Linked DNA regions of Macaca mulatta: region 2 is linked to region 1. Evidence: chromatin contacts called from public Hi-C data. All regions are on one chromosome and are shown on one strand. The core of a region is the stretch at or near the end of the contact, and the rest is flanking DNA. Distances in the headings are between cores, read along the strand shown. Region 1 holds the start of GPAM (glycerol-3-phosphate acyltransferase, mitochondrial). Region 2 overlaps LOC100423770 (guanylate cyclase 2G-like).

Region 1 (6,914 bases), core at 2,323-4,822:
CTCACACACCTGCTCTAATAAGCAGAAGACTGGAGTGAGATCTGTTGTAGATCTCCACAGCTCCTTCTTTCTCTGTGTAGCTTTCTCCTTGCTGATACACAACTCTCAGTTCCAGCTGCTTTGGCCTCCCTGCTCTCCCAGTTCCATCTCCTCAACTCAGGGAGTCTGCCTAGCTCTTTTGTGCTGCTCCCTCTAGTTAGTAAATCAAGGCAATCATAGGGCCACCTCATTTGTTTTCCCTCCTCAAGGACCACTGTCCAGCACAATGTTTAAAAGTCATTGTCTTATAAACGCCTGCTTGTTTTTGTTTTTAGTTGTTTTAGGCAGGAGAGTAAATTCAGTCCTGTTGCTCCATCTTAGCTGGCTAGACTGGATTGCTATAAATGACTGTGGCTCTCTTCATAAAACAGATTGCCAAGGGTGTCACCTGTTTCCAAAACAATTGTTAAGTAACATGAAACACCTGACATTGCAATGTACATCAGCTTCTCAGTAACGACTGTGCAACAAACAGGCATTACCGAAGAGTGGCCTATGAATGAATTTTATGTAAGATGATCCATTTTCCCCTTTGGCTTACATTTTAAAACTCCTGTGGTATTCTCTCTAGTGAATTTGTTGTTACTTTCTCTATAGTAGTTACTTCAAACCCTAATACTTTCCCCTATTTTCTCCCTTCTTTCTTTTTTTCCTTGTCATGGGCCAATAACCTGTATACAAAATTTCATAATGTTTTGGGGTTAAAATTCATCTTTCTCTAGTTAGCATAAAGTACTTGAGTATTTAAGTGTGTGCTTATTGCTAAGATTATGTGTGTGGGTTGAATAAAGACAGGGTCTTTGACCTCAAGAAGCTCAAAATCTTTTAAAAAATATGAATATAAACTCCCATTGTTTTTGATTGTTGCAAAAGAGGAGAACATTTGCATTTTGGGGTGGATTTATACACCGAGGCATAAGAAAGTTCAAGCTTTATACACAGAGGCATGAAAAATTCAAGAGAAGGATTTTTTTTTTTTATTGTTCCTTAGCCCCAATAAGTACTGAGTGCTTACTATACAACAAGAGACTTTGGTGTTAACTAAGAGACTGAGGCAAGTCACTGACATAATGTGTTTGTAATCTTCTAGAAGACTTGACAGAAATTGAGAAAGATCCAAGGTGTGGTATTGTAGTACATATTTGAGATGTCACAGGAGAGTGTGGTTATTGAGGGCTGGAGAGATTAGGGAAGGCTTGAAGAACTAGTTCAGGAAGGAACTGTGGAGTTTCAGGGAGAACTGTATAAGCAGAATTAAGAGGATGAGTACCCATGGCTTGTCTAAGAACAACCAGAGAGGAAGTAAAAGGCTTCTGCTGGAGAAGAGGGAATAGCAGAGGCCTCTCTGTGGAGGCCTTATTGTGTTCCAGGCTCAGGCATTTGTCCTATGAGGGGCTGTAGATGATTTTTTTCCAGGTGGATATGCACGAAGATTTGTATTGAATAGGGGATTAGGATTAGTGAGTATATGAGGGACAAGGACTGGCAGCAGAGGCTTGAGGGAAGGGCATATGCCTTAATCATCTTTGTATTCCCAGATCCTAGTTCATACTCAATGTTTGTTGCTTGAGTGTATGTAAAAGTTTATTTATTGTATTTCGAGACAGGGTCTCGTTGCCCACGCTGGAGTGCAATGGTGTAATTTTGGCTCACTGCAACCCCTTGCCTACCAGACTCCAGCAATCCTCCCACCTCAGCCTCCTGAGCAGCTGGGACTATAGGTGTGTGCCACCACCCCCCGGATAAAAAAGGTTATTTTTCCTTCTAAATTGTTAATGCTCTTGATAATCATTGGCCTTGCCAATGGCATGACAAGTATTGTGAAAGAACTTCATGGTCAGTGTTATTTTGTTCCAAGGGCTAAAGGTAGGCCAACTTCAACTCAGACTCCTTCAAGTCATTTTTTTAAAATTATATTTTAAATTAACTAAATAGTTGCATATATTTAGGGGGTACAAATCAATGTTATGACTTAATACAATGTGGAATAACTGAATCAAGCTAATTGACATATCCACCTCAGATATTCCTGTTTTTGTGGTGAGAACTTTTGAAATGTACTCTTAGCGATTTTGAATTGTATAATACATTATTTACTATGTTCACTATGGTGTGCAACATATAGTCCAAAGGGGGAAAAAAGTCCTTATTTCTCCTAACTCAGGCTTTTTATCCTACAAACCTTATTTGCTTCTTTACATATCTCATTCTCCTCCTTAAAGGAAAAGGCACTCAGCCACTTTTGTAGAAATTACACAGCATGGCCATTTGCAATCCCTGCCTCTCCCATTCGTAATAAATCCTACATAGTCTTACAGATCTCATAAAAATTCAGACCACACACATAACCTGATAGCCCACGCGCACATTCCCAACAAAGCCTGGAAGAGGGACAACCTCCCAGATAAGCTGAATTCACACAAAGCAGAATCACGTACCCACACACACTCACACACGCATGGCCTAGGCAGTGTAACCATCTGTCCAGGCGCTCACACACTATCTTTAGCCACACACAGGAACGCACAGTCGAGTACACACATTTCACCCTCGGATCCACGCACGCTCCCCGAGACCCGCAGGCCGGGCCCTGCCCCCGGCGCTGGCTCGCCGGTGGCCTGCGTCAATTCCACGCGCCGGTTGCGTCATCATGGTGCGCCATTGCAGCAGGCATTGGCCGGGACTTGAAGTGCGGGGTGCTGCAGCAGCCGAAGCCGGAGCTGCTAGGGTGCGAACTGCGAGAGCAGGTGTGGGCTGCGAGAGGCTGCTCTGGCCGGGAGCGCCGGGACAAGTGCATGGAGCTGGTGCGGGACCTGCAAGTTGCTGGGGCAGTCGTGTCCCCTTTTCCCCGACCCCCGAGCTCCGGGCTTCTCCCTGAGAAATGGGTCGGGCTCGTGCAGGGGTGGGGGCAGGATTCATCTCTCCTAGGGGGACCAGACTGGGGCATGGGTTCCTCTGGGTTGGAGTCCTTATGGACTCAGTCCCCTAAGCATCTGCACGCGCGGAGGCGCCGCCAGCCAGCCCGCTTGGGTCCCTGGGGGACACTGAGGCAGCAAGGGGTGCTCTGAAAGGAGCCGGTATGCTGGAGATAATGACAGCGTCACCATTGATTGGACTGAGCGCTCACTGTGTGTTACACACTGTTTTAGACCCTTTGTTTATGTTATTCAGTCCTCTCAGCAACCCAGGAGGTAAGAGCTATCATTCTGCCCATTTTCCAGATGGGAAAACCAAGGCATAGAAGTTAACCAGCTTATGGTAATAAAACAATCACACAGATGGTAAGCAGTGGAAGATTTAAACCTCAGAGCCGGTCTTCCAGCCTCTGTCCTTTTCAGATCCTCCAGTCAGCTTCCCTCAGCGCATGCTGGCTGGTGCCTCTGGGATATTGCTTCTTTATTACTCCTTGACCTTGAGCGAACTGTGGGGAGGGAGGAAGTGCAAAACGTGGACCTCCTATTGGCACAAGCGAGCCTCTTTGTCCTCTCCTCATCCCTTCTTCACTTCGTTTTCTCAGGCAGCAGCGGCTCCCCTGTTGTATGGACATTCTGCACCCGAAACTGATAGCTGAGTCCTGAAGTTTTATGTTATGAAACAGAAGAACTTTCATCCCAGGTGCATTGGTTTATTCTCTCCCCTAGCCTGTTATGTTAGATAGTACTTATGTTAAATTGTTAAGAACATAGGTGGTTATGCCGAGAATAGCAGTGACTGGAGCAAACCCATGTGGGGATTGTAAAGAGATTGGAATATGCCTTCCAAAGGAACACTATTAATCTAGACATGACTTTTCAGGATGTTAAAGGAATAATTTTAGGCCAGGTGAGAAACAGGCAAAATCAAAAATAATTTAAGGCTAGAGACTATGTTTGAAAGTTTTTCTATTTGGGGTTAATATCTATTTTAGGAGTTTACTCTTAGTGAACCTTTTTCCTTAGGGTGGAAAAAAGCTTATCGAAAAGGATGAAAACTTATACATCAGATATTTCAAAATAGTGTGCTTTTCTTTCAGAGCTTTGTAGCTTTGTATTACCTTTGTATTAAAAGTGAAAATGTTTCTTTTAGGACATCACAAGAAAATTAAAATCTTAATTCAATTTAAGTAGGGGAACTTAAGGGGTGCCCTAATTGCCTTAATTAAATAAACATGCCTTCATTCTGCCAGGAACTATTCAATTATTAACAAAAACGAAATAAAAATAAGCTCTTATTTTCACTTGCAAATGACTGTTCATAGCTATTTTGTTTGGATACAATTCATAGCTAATTTGTTTGGAAACCATTTTGTTTGGATACTATATTTTGTTTGGATACTATTCATAGCTGTTTTGTGTGTATACAAAGGATACAATGTTGTATCCTTATATATTCAGGAAGTCTTAGAATGCAAATGCTGATTTTTTTTTTTTTCTAGTCAGGGCCGCCTAACTGTGTTCATATAAACACATCAAAGTCAGTTTTTACCTTGTAACTCAACATCGTAGAAGTCTATCAGTTCATTTGCTATCCCATTATGGAGCAAAGTAATGTAGAAATCAGAATTTTGAGTTCTGGTATTTACTCTTTTGATTCCTTGTTAATTTAAGTGGTACTTATTTTTTATAGCACATGATTTGGGAATTACACTTTGTGACATGGATGAATCTGCACTGACCCTTGGTACAATAGATGTTTCTTATCTGCCGAATTCATCAGAATACAGTGTTGGTCGATGTAAGCACACAAGTGAGGAATGGGTAAGTTTAGGATAGCGTTAAAAGCATTCAGGCTAAAGATGTTCACTTCAGTGGTGTTTGTGAAGGTGCACATACTGGCAGCAACATAATATCACGTCGCGATTAATAGCTACAGAAACTGGTAAGTTTATGAAGCCTAATAAAAATTTTTATGGCATTATATTGGGAAGAAAAAATGGTTAGGAAATTAATGTACACTGATGATGTTAGAAAATGAAACAATCATTTTGCATAGGAAAAAAAGTAGTAGTTTTGGGTTGGGTAAGAAATTCTTTGTTTCTTTCTTTCTCTTGGTATGTACTTTCCATGAGTTATACTTAAAAAGCATGAATTTTATAATAGAAATAAACTTTAAAAAATTAAAAATAGGAATGTATAGTATGAATTCAATCCAAAAGGCATACATTTTCTTGGATTGTTTTTCTTATTTCAGTATAACATGATGTATTTTAAATATTATCTCAATTGTCTTTATATAAAAAATAGTGGGGTTTTTTTTTCTTGCTTAATTTTGAGAATGTTATATCTGTATAACAGAGATTTGAGCAACTGAGCTCAAAGTTAAGCATTTTTAGAATAGAAGAGCAAGGTTTGACCCTAATTGAACAGCATAGCTATAATTTAAATTCTGGTCTTTAAGTTCCCTTAATAAGATAAAGGAATGTTATATAAGTTTACCTTTTTTTCCAAATTTAAAGTAAAATTATAAAAACTTGCTCACTATGTAAGGCCTTCATGTTCTGTAGTGGGACTGTGTGATTTAAAAGGGGGTAAGGTTAATTGTTAGACTAGAGATCCCGGAGTCTGAATTTATTTATCTTGCTATCAGAAGTCTGTTTGACCTTCTACAATTTAGTTTTTAAATTTTTGAATACTGCTTTCAGTGTGTAGCTGTTACTATGCTTGGGTGCTCAACGTTTGCTTATGTGGTAAGCTTTTATCCAAGTGTTGATCATGGAGGGAGTACTTAAATGAAAATCACTCCGAATATGCCAGAAGTTTTTCTTCTGTCCAAAATAGTTTTTGAGATCAAGTAGACAAGTATTCTCTTGCCATTTATAAACTATTTTTTTCCTTAATATTTGTCAGGGTGAGTGTGGTTTTAGACCTACTGTCTTCAGATCTGCAACTTTAAAATGGAAAGAAAGCCTAATGAGTCGGAAAAGGCCATTTGTTGGAAGATGTTGTTACTCCTGCACTCCCCAGAGCTGGGTAAGAACCTTACTGCTTATGGACCTTAATACTCAGCATAAAATATGATTTCCAACTTTGTAGTAGGCGGTCTTATTGGACTAAATTCACTTTCAGAACAGAGACCCATGTTTATGAACTAAATATTTCAAGTAAAGATGTTGTCACACTTTTTGTTTCCATTCATTTATTCAGTAAATATTGGTCCCATAATTGATACTGGGTAACATTCTAGTTCTTTTGAGGTTTTAGTAGGATTTTAAGGGGGAGAGTAGATCTTACTTTCAGTTAAGTCTTCAAAGGAGTTAGTGGGAACCTTCATGAACTTTTAGTTGTTGAACTTTAGCACTTAACATTAAAATCCTAGCAAGATAAGAAAGAGATAATGGGACAGAGTAAGAAGTTAAAGCTGTGACTTTGCTCTGAGCCTTTGCTAATGGAAGGTGTCTGTTGACTTTGTGATAGTGAAGGATTGTCACTAAAATGTTAGAATGAAGATTTAAGAGAGTGTATATGGGTTTGTTGATTGTATTTTGGTGAAAAAACACAAGCCATGCAATATCTTTTGCATTACAGTGTAGTCTTTGAGAAGAGTTGAGTGGGTGAGAGGTATGTTTTCGGTGGTAGTTGAAGAGAAGGACAAGTTAGCACAGGAACATAGAATTTCATGTGGTTGTGTTCGAAGGCAGTAGAATTGCCTTTTAAAAGTCATTTCTTGATGTTAAGCTTTCTCTGGGATCCAGTTACCAGGATGTAGAAATTCTGCCGTTTAAGTGCCTGCCGTTTATAGAGGTTGCACTTGTGTGGCTAGGTAATTGTGCTGTGTGAATTTTCTGCTCAAGGTTGGCTTGGCAGAAAGTAGAATTCTGAGTCTGATCTAAAGGGATTTACTAACATGGGAGAGATTTGTGTGGAACCCAAGCAGTTTATGTTAAATGTTCAGGTCTG
Region 2 (7,107 bases), core at 2,252-4,751, 120 kb before region 1:
TACCCCCCCACCCCACCATTTATACCCATCAATTAAAATATCTCTTTAGAGAGAATGCAAGTGGAGAAGTGGATGTTGAAAGAATTCCTGTAGATAATGAATTTTGTTAACCAAAAGATTAGCCACTGAAGCAAAAGGACCAATGAGGACAACTTCGTGGGAGCCTGTAGGAGATGAGATGAGTAAGATCCATTAAAAAATGATCCCTTTCTCTGGTTTCAGCTTCACTGGAGAACAACTCCTAGCTGGAAGGTCCGTGGAACCAGAACATTTCGAGTCTGTGACAATCTTTTTCTCTGACATTGTTGGATTCACAAAGCTATGTTCTCTCAGCTCCCCCTTGCAAGTCGTCAAGCTCCTCAATGACCTGTACAGTTTATTCGATCACATCATCACAAATTACCGTGAGTATAAGGTGAGACGTCTCATCCTGGCTGTGAGGTCATGCGTGCTCCTTGCGGGCTGTCTCTGTGGCCTGACGGAGGATGGAACTGATTCCAGACATCAGCCAGGAGGAAACTCCATTTCAGTCTATGTCACTTCATGGCAGAAACTCAGTATTTTATTTGTATGTTTTGTTGGAAGAGGTCTTGATTAGTCACAGATGTATGTGCTTGTCAAAAATCACCAGTTTCCTCTGTTTTTCCTCTGTTTCCTTCCATTATTTCATCTCACAGTAAACACTTTTTAAAAAGAGGCATTGATCTTCCACTGGCTAATTCCTTCCCGTCTTTCCTAAATACATTTCCTTCCGAGGCAGAGAGGCTCCTGTTTAGTCTCCTTCAAAGATTGTCCTTGGATCTTGTGTGGGTCTCACCTCTGTTGTCCTGATCCTTAGCAATTCAGAGTGAAGAAAGACTCCCAATTTTAGACTATCAGACTCATGGCTAAAAGGGGGGCAGCAACAATTACCTGCTGGGTGCTACTCTGGGAGACAGAAGGACACGGTCACCTAGAGTGAAAACCATTTTTGATGGGGAAAACAGAGACATTTTGGCTCTTCATGACTGCCAGGTGGTGGTGGTGATGAGGGCTGCTTTCTGTGTGTTCTGACTCTTTAGAAGGGGTCAGATCATGACTCCAGGCACAGTACCGTGTGCCTGTGCTCATATATGCCTGGTGGGCAGCCACAAGTGCACCAGCTCCGACCACAATCCCAGGGCCCTGCCTCTGCCTGTGGACCTGGGGACAGCGAGATTTGGGGGACAGTGTGGTCATATGGTCACATATCTCAGTGACAGAGTGACACATCTTCAATGTTGATCTCCCAGTGTTCCCCTCAAATGACGCCTCTGTTCAAGGGTGAAAGAAAGGATAGTATAGATAACCTTGAAGAGCAGACCACACACACCCAACAAAATCAGAGCCCTCCCTGCTCAGGAGGACGTCTTCTGGGATTTTCCTCTTAGTATTACCTGCTCAGTTGTGTTTTGCTTGAGCTCATTTTAAAACTTAGTTTGTATTTCTAAAGGATGTTATCACGGTGGGGAGAGGAAACCCAGAAGCAGGTGAGGCTTGTTGACTGGTTGACTTCGCATCATTTCGGGGTCACCAGAACAGAGGTGTTCTTACCGTCTGGCTGATGCCTGCAATTCAGCCTTCACCACATCATCTTTGGATTCTGCTAAAATGCAAATGTGTCTGGAAAGGGCTGTAACTACTTGTCATTTATTTCTCTCTTGTGAATGACAGATCTGAAAGCTGATTTTATTAGGAGGATAGAGGGGGAAGAGGACAGACAGGCAGATACATACTATATATATGAATACAGTTTGTATAATGTATAATGCTTACCCATTTATAAATGTGTCTAAGAGCCCTTGTGTGGGGCGTGGACATTTCGGTTTGGGGGAGATGGTCTCTGCTTGACCGATCCACCTCACCCTTCCTGGTTGACTCCAGGAGCACACTGCTCCCTGTCTCACTGGTTCTGAATTTGGGCTGGGGAAATAGAGTCACTGCTGCTATTGGATTTCAGAGGAGGAAACAGTAAATGTGGGGAAGGAGGCTGGGGGAAGGAGGGTGAGGTGGGCTTTGTGGAAGAGCCATTACAAGGGCAGGAACTGAAGAAATGCTGGAACTTGCATGGGGTGGAGGTCAGGGAGTGTGACACATCCAAAAACAGGGCCTCGAGGCTGGGGACGAATGTGGGGCCTTAATCTCTGACCCACCCCGACCCTTGGCCTCCCTCATGGGAAACAAAGGTCACTCTCGCTTTGTTTTCAGGTTGAGACCACTGGAGACGCATACATGGTGGCTAGCAGACTCCCTATCTGCAATTGAAGCCAGCATGTGGCTGAGATTGCCACCATGTCCCTGCACTTCTCAGTGCCACCATTCATTTGCTTCCAGACTGGGCACTTGCTCCAGGAGAAGCTCCAGCTTCGGATTGGCTTCCACACAGGTAGACAAAACTGATGGCCTGATGGTCCAGGGATGACGGCAGGTCGTTCTGGGTTCCATTCCTGTGCCCAAGGCTTTTAGGAACCTGGACATTGAACGGTAACCTCTTTAGGGGAAATAAAAGATTGAATTGTCTCTGCATGTGTGTTTCTATTTAGCTAGGTTGCTTGGTAACAACAAGGACACACAGTGGCTTCAATGTATTCAACCAAAAATAAAGACTGGGCGCGGTGGCTCACACCTGTAGTCCTAGCAAATTGGAAGGCCGAGATGGATGGATTACCTGAGCTCAGGAGTTTGAGACCAACCTTATCAACATGGTGAAACCCTGTCTGTACTAAAATACAGAAAACCAGCCAGGTGTGGTGGCAGGCACCTGTAATCTCAGCTACTCAGGAGGCTGAGACACAAGAATTGCTTGAACCTGGGAGGCGGAGGTTGCAGTGAGCTGACATTGTGCCACTGCACTCCAGCCTGGGCAACAAAGTGAAACCCTGTCAAAAAAAAGAAAAGAAAAGAAAAAAGAGAGAGAAAAAAAAGGAAGAGACCAAACCCCAGGACGGGTTATATAGGGCTACTTTTCCTCCACGCCTCAACATCAAATGCCCTTTGATGTGGTCTGTGTTTGCCAACTCATGGGCATGTGATCTGTGCAGAAGTGGTCCATGCTTCATTTCATGCTCTTCTGTTACCATCTGGCAATTCTTAATCATCTTTGCACAAAGTATCCTGTGTTTTCACTCTGCACCTGTTCCAGCAAATTTTGTAGCCAGTTATGCTACTACCTATCTTCCAGGGCTCAACAAAAACAAAACTCCATCCTCAGAATGAATTGCTCCCATGTTTGTGCCACTGTTGGCATTGTTCACAGCTCTAGTTCATGAGTGACACGGTCATTTAATGACCGTGATGATGTCGCTTTCCAGCAGGAGTTGGGGTTCTGTTGGTCTCCTTTCTGTAAACCCTAAAATCTATTGCCAAACTTTGCCCCAAGAGGGCGCATCACTACATTTGTTGATTTGATGCGCATCATAGAGTCCAGCCTCAGGCAATGCAGAGCAGTTATGGTCTTTGGTTCTCCACTCTTCAGGTCCTGTGGTGGCTGGTGTGGTGGGAATTACCATGCCCAGATACTGTCTATTTGGAGACACTGTGAACATGGCATCCAGAATGGAGAGCAGCAGTTTGCGTGGGTATCACTGATGACACTTTGTAAACACAATATTGTTATCCCTCCAGGCCCCTAGCTTTAACCAGGGGATACTTTTAGAAGAGGCGTTTGCTTTTTGCCTACTGTTTTCCTTCTGGAGGATAAGATCATTATCCACTTCAGGCAACACTGATCACACACTTTATAGACAGGGTTTTGCACTGTGCTCTCGTTAGAACCATGCAAATACACATACCCTCCTTTCTTCTGTGACTTTCCATTCTAAGCAATCACACATGCATATAATAAAATTACTTAAATGAAGAGCAGGAGTTGGAAAACTTTTTCTTTCTTTCTTTCTTTTTTTTTGAGATGGAGTCTTACTGTGTCACCCAGGCTGGAGTGCAGTCGTGTGATCTTAGTTCATTGTGACCTCTGCCTCCTGGGTTCAAGGGATTCTCCTGTCTCAGCCTCCCAAGTTGCTGGGATTACAGGCATGTGCCACCACACCTGGCTTTTTTTTTTTTTTTTTTTTTTTTTGATTTTTAGTAGAGACTGAGTTTCACCATGTTGGTCAGGCTGGTCTTGAACTCCTGACCTCAAGCGATCCACCCACTTCAGCCTCCCAAAGTGCTGGGATTAGCTGGCATCAGCCACTGCATCTGGCCTGGAAAACCTTTTCTATACAGGGCCAGACAGTAAATATTTCAGGCTTCAGGGGCCATAGAGTCTTTGTTGTAACTACTTAACTGCTGTTGTAGCTCAAAAGCAGCAATAGACAATACGTCAATCAACAGGCATGGCCATGTTCCAATAAAACTTTATTTGCAAACACAAGTAGTGGGCTGAATTTGGCCCATAGGTGATAATCTGCCCTTCTCCAAGGTAGAGTATATTCTTCGTGGTACAGAAGAAATCTATAGCCAGGACCTCCAGGGAATATTACATCCTTTTGCTTTATAGTAATTTTATTTCATTGACCATTGCCAGGCACTTGTATGCTGTTTATCAGTTGGGACATGTAAAAAAGAATTACTCAGTGATGTAAGTTTCAAAAAGATTTAGGTGATTAACATTGTTTTGTTTTAAATTTGTAAATTTTCCACAGGGCAAAAGAGAGCAAACAACTTTCTGGTTGAAAGGTAAAGAAGGCTTCACTCTTCCACTCCCCGAATTTACTCAGGAAAAAGCCAAAGTCCCAGAGATATTGTGAGGTGAGTGTTTTCTTTCAAGATGTTTGTGAATTTGTGGAGTCATGTGAAAGTCTTTGGGAACCCTTCTTTGAGACCCGGTCAATATTCCATTTAAGAGGTGTGTTTCCAGGGCATTGGTCCAGTCTCCCACTAGGGGGAGCCTTCTAGCTGGCCTCTTCCAATCCCGGTGTTTGCTCCCAGCCTGTGCCTCCAGAAAATGTAGGCTTGGAGGAGCTGAAGATGGTGAACTCATTTCATGGGGTGCCAGGGCTGGCCTGTGGCTCTCAGCCCTGTGCAACTGCCCTAGCTGCCAGATATTTACAGCCCATTAACTTGAGAATTTGCAGTGAACCCAGTTTCATTCTGTAGGAGGGGAAAGTGGAGAGGATGAAGCCTGTCTTTCCTGTGCAAGGTGCCTGCTCTCTAACCTTTGGTGCTGATTTTCCTTATCAGTTAATCAGCTTGCAAGGAGATAGGAGCCCATATCTGACAGCATCTTGAGAATGTGTTCAGGAAAAAAAGCTCTAAGCCATGAGCAGCCCCTGAAATCCAACAGGGCCGAGACTATTTCAAGCAGCCAAGCCCTCTGCAGTTATTGAAAAGCCTGGTTCTGAACCCTGAGTTACTGTGAGAGGGGCAGCTCCCAAATGCATAATGCCCTCTTCCCAATGTATTGCCTAATTCCTTTCCTACTCACAGAGCAAAAACTCCTGCAGTCAAGGCTTGAATTTTAAGAAGAATTTCTCAGTCATTTATGGAGACTTTAATTTAAAAAAATTTCCAGTAGACAAAGACGAACCCATCGATTCCTGCTACGATAGTTTTCCCTTCTACATAATGAATAGGATTCCATGTTGTTTTATTGAGCGGATCTTTTAATAGATTTGCTGAACCACTAATGCATTTATAGTACTTCTTTCTTCATCTCTTGCAACTCCTCACATCCAGATATCTTTTGTGTGGTTGCTCCTGAATCTGGCAGAGCAATTTGAATGAAATATTGTGTTTGAGACCTTTTCCTGTTGAACTTCCCATGATTGAAGGAGCGAAAATCAATGAGACCAGAAATAGTTTCTTTCTTGCTGGGTCTTTGAGCTGCCTTTGCTGAGATACTTTTGAGACCTGTATGGGAAATAAACTACTTTTTGATTTATTGAAGCTTTTGACACCAAATTATATCAAAGATTTGGTGGAATTCTTGCCTTTCTTTAGGAAGAGGGACACAAAAGCACTCTCACTTCCCAATTAATCCAGTCTTCATTGAGCTCCTAAGCATTTCCATTAGCAGTATTTTGCTTCTGCCCAGAAAGGGAAGACTGAATTCTACATCCATCACAGGCTCCGTTTTCTATATGAAAATTTTGTTTTCATTGTGGTAGGCTTCACTCCTCCCCAGAGGCCTTCAGCATTGGGGACTGAAGGCTTTAGACTGATACTTAAAGGGAGAGAAGGCAGAAGGTATTTATGTGGAGAGAAGAGGAAGACTTTCTCCTGCTACTTTAGCATGGAGACAGTAGGCCAGATTTATCTTCTCATTCCCCATAACTCCTTTTCTTGAGATAATGGCTCTGGATCCCAAACACCTTGCTCAACCATGAAAGGAAACAAGGCCACCTCTACTATGAGGCCTCCTAGAGAGCTAGGATAGTCTTCATCCATCCATCCATCCATCCACTTATCCATCTATCCATCCATCCGTCCATTCACCCATCCACCCGTCCACCTATTCATGTGAACATTCTTTAATCCAAGGAGCATTTATTAAGCACTTACTCTGTGCCATTCTGGGGTACACAAGAGAATATAAACTTTCTCTTGATCTTTAGCTTGCAGTCTAGTTAGGGAGAAGAAAGCATAATTGCATGTCATAAAGCAATATTAAGGACTAACAGAGCTATACACAAAAGCGTAGCAGTAACTAAGCAATCCATCACTGTGACATTAAAAGAATATTAGAAAATAATATGCAGATGAAGGAATGGGGCCAGGTAAGGCAGTTGCCTATTATTATCATGTCTTTGTATTGTGTGTGTGTGTCTTTTTTTCTTCCAGCCCTAGCCCATATGCTTACATAAGTTATGTTCATGTAATATAGAGTTAGTTCTGCCTTTCTTATTGAACATCATAACATAAACATTTGGCATCTAGACACTCATACACACAAAAACACACATGTGTGCACACACAGACATCCATATGCACACACATGCACATATATATATGCACACCGTCATATATATACACACACATGCATACATACACACACATACGTACGTGGAGAAGGAGAAAGTGAGAGTGTCTTTATGGATCACAACTAAGAATTTTGATAAGAACACTCTTCTAAATCTATATTCAGTATTT

The links. A called contact is a pair of places that touch in the nucleus more often than the background predicts.
Region 2: a contact with region 1 is called in a Hi-C map of fetal cortical plate, with 2.4 times the contacts expected there. The contact joins the enhancer-like site here to the promoter of GPAM in region 1. A contact is called at or near these places in 4 of 14 Hi-C or Micro-C datasets (cortical neurons, fetal cortex germinal zone, fetal cortical plate and 1 more).

What each region holds. Positions count from the first base shown.
Region 1 is chr9:124,340,526-124,347,439 of T2T-MMU8v2.0, reverse strand. GPAM (glycerol-3-phosphate acyltransferase, mitochondrial) reads left to right here and starts at 3,572. Exons shown (of 21, transcript NM_001266771.1): 1 at 3,572-3,654; 2 at 4,645-4,775; 3 at 5,865-5,987. The coding sequence starts at 4,674.
Region 2 is chr9:124,456,180-124,463,286 of T2T-MMU8v2.0, reverse strand. LOC100423770 (guanylate cyclase 2G-like) reads left to right here. Exons shown (of 26, transcript XM_077947987.1): 22 at 223-415; 23 at 2,227-2,404; 24 at 3,494-3,592; 25 at 4,416-4,438; 26 at 4,662-4,936. The coding sequence ends at 4,766. Among named protein-coding and RNA genes, the nearest start is that of TECTB, 25 kb to the right of the region's middle. Within about 2 kb of position 3,501, at least 5 of the 40 cell types and tissues checked have an H3K27ac peak or open chromatin away from gene starts, as enhancers often do. A contact at or near this core is called in fetal cortical plate, where this site is marked.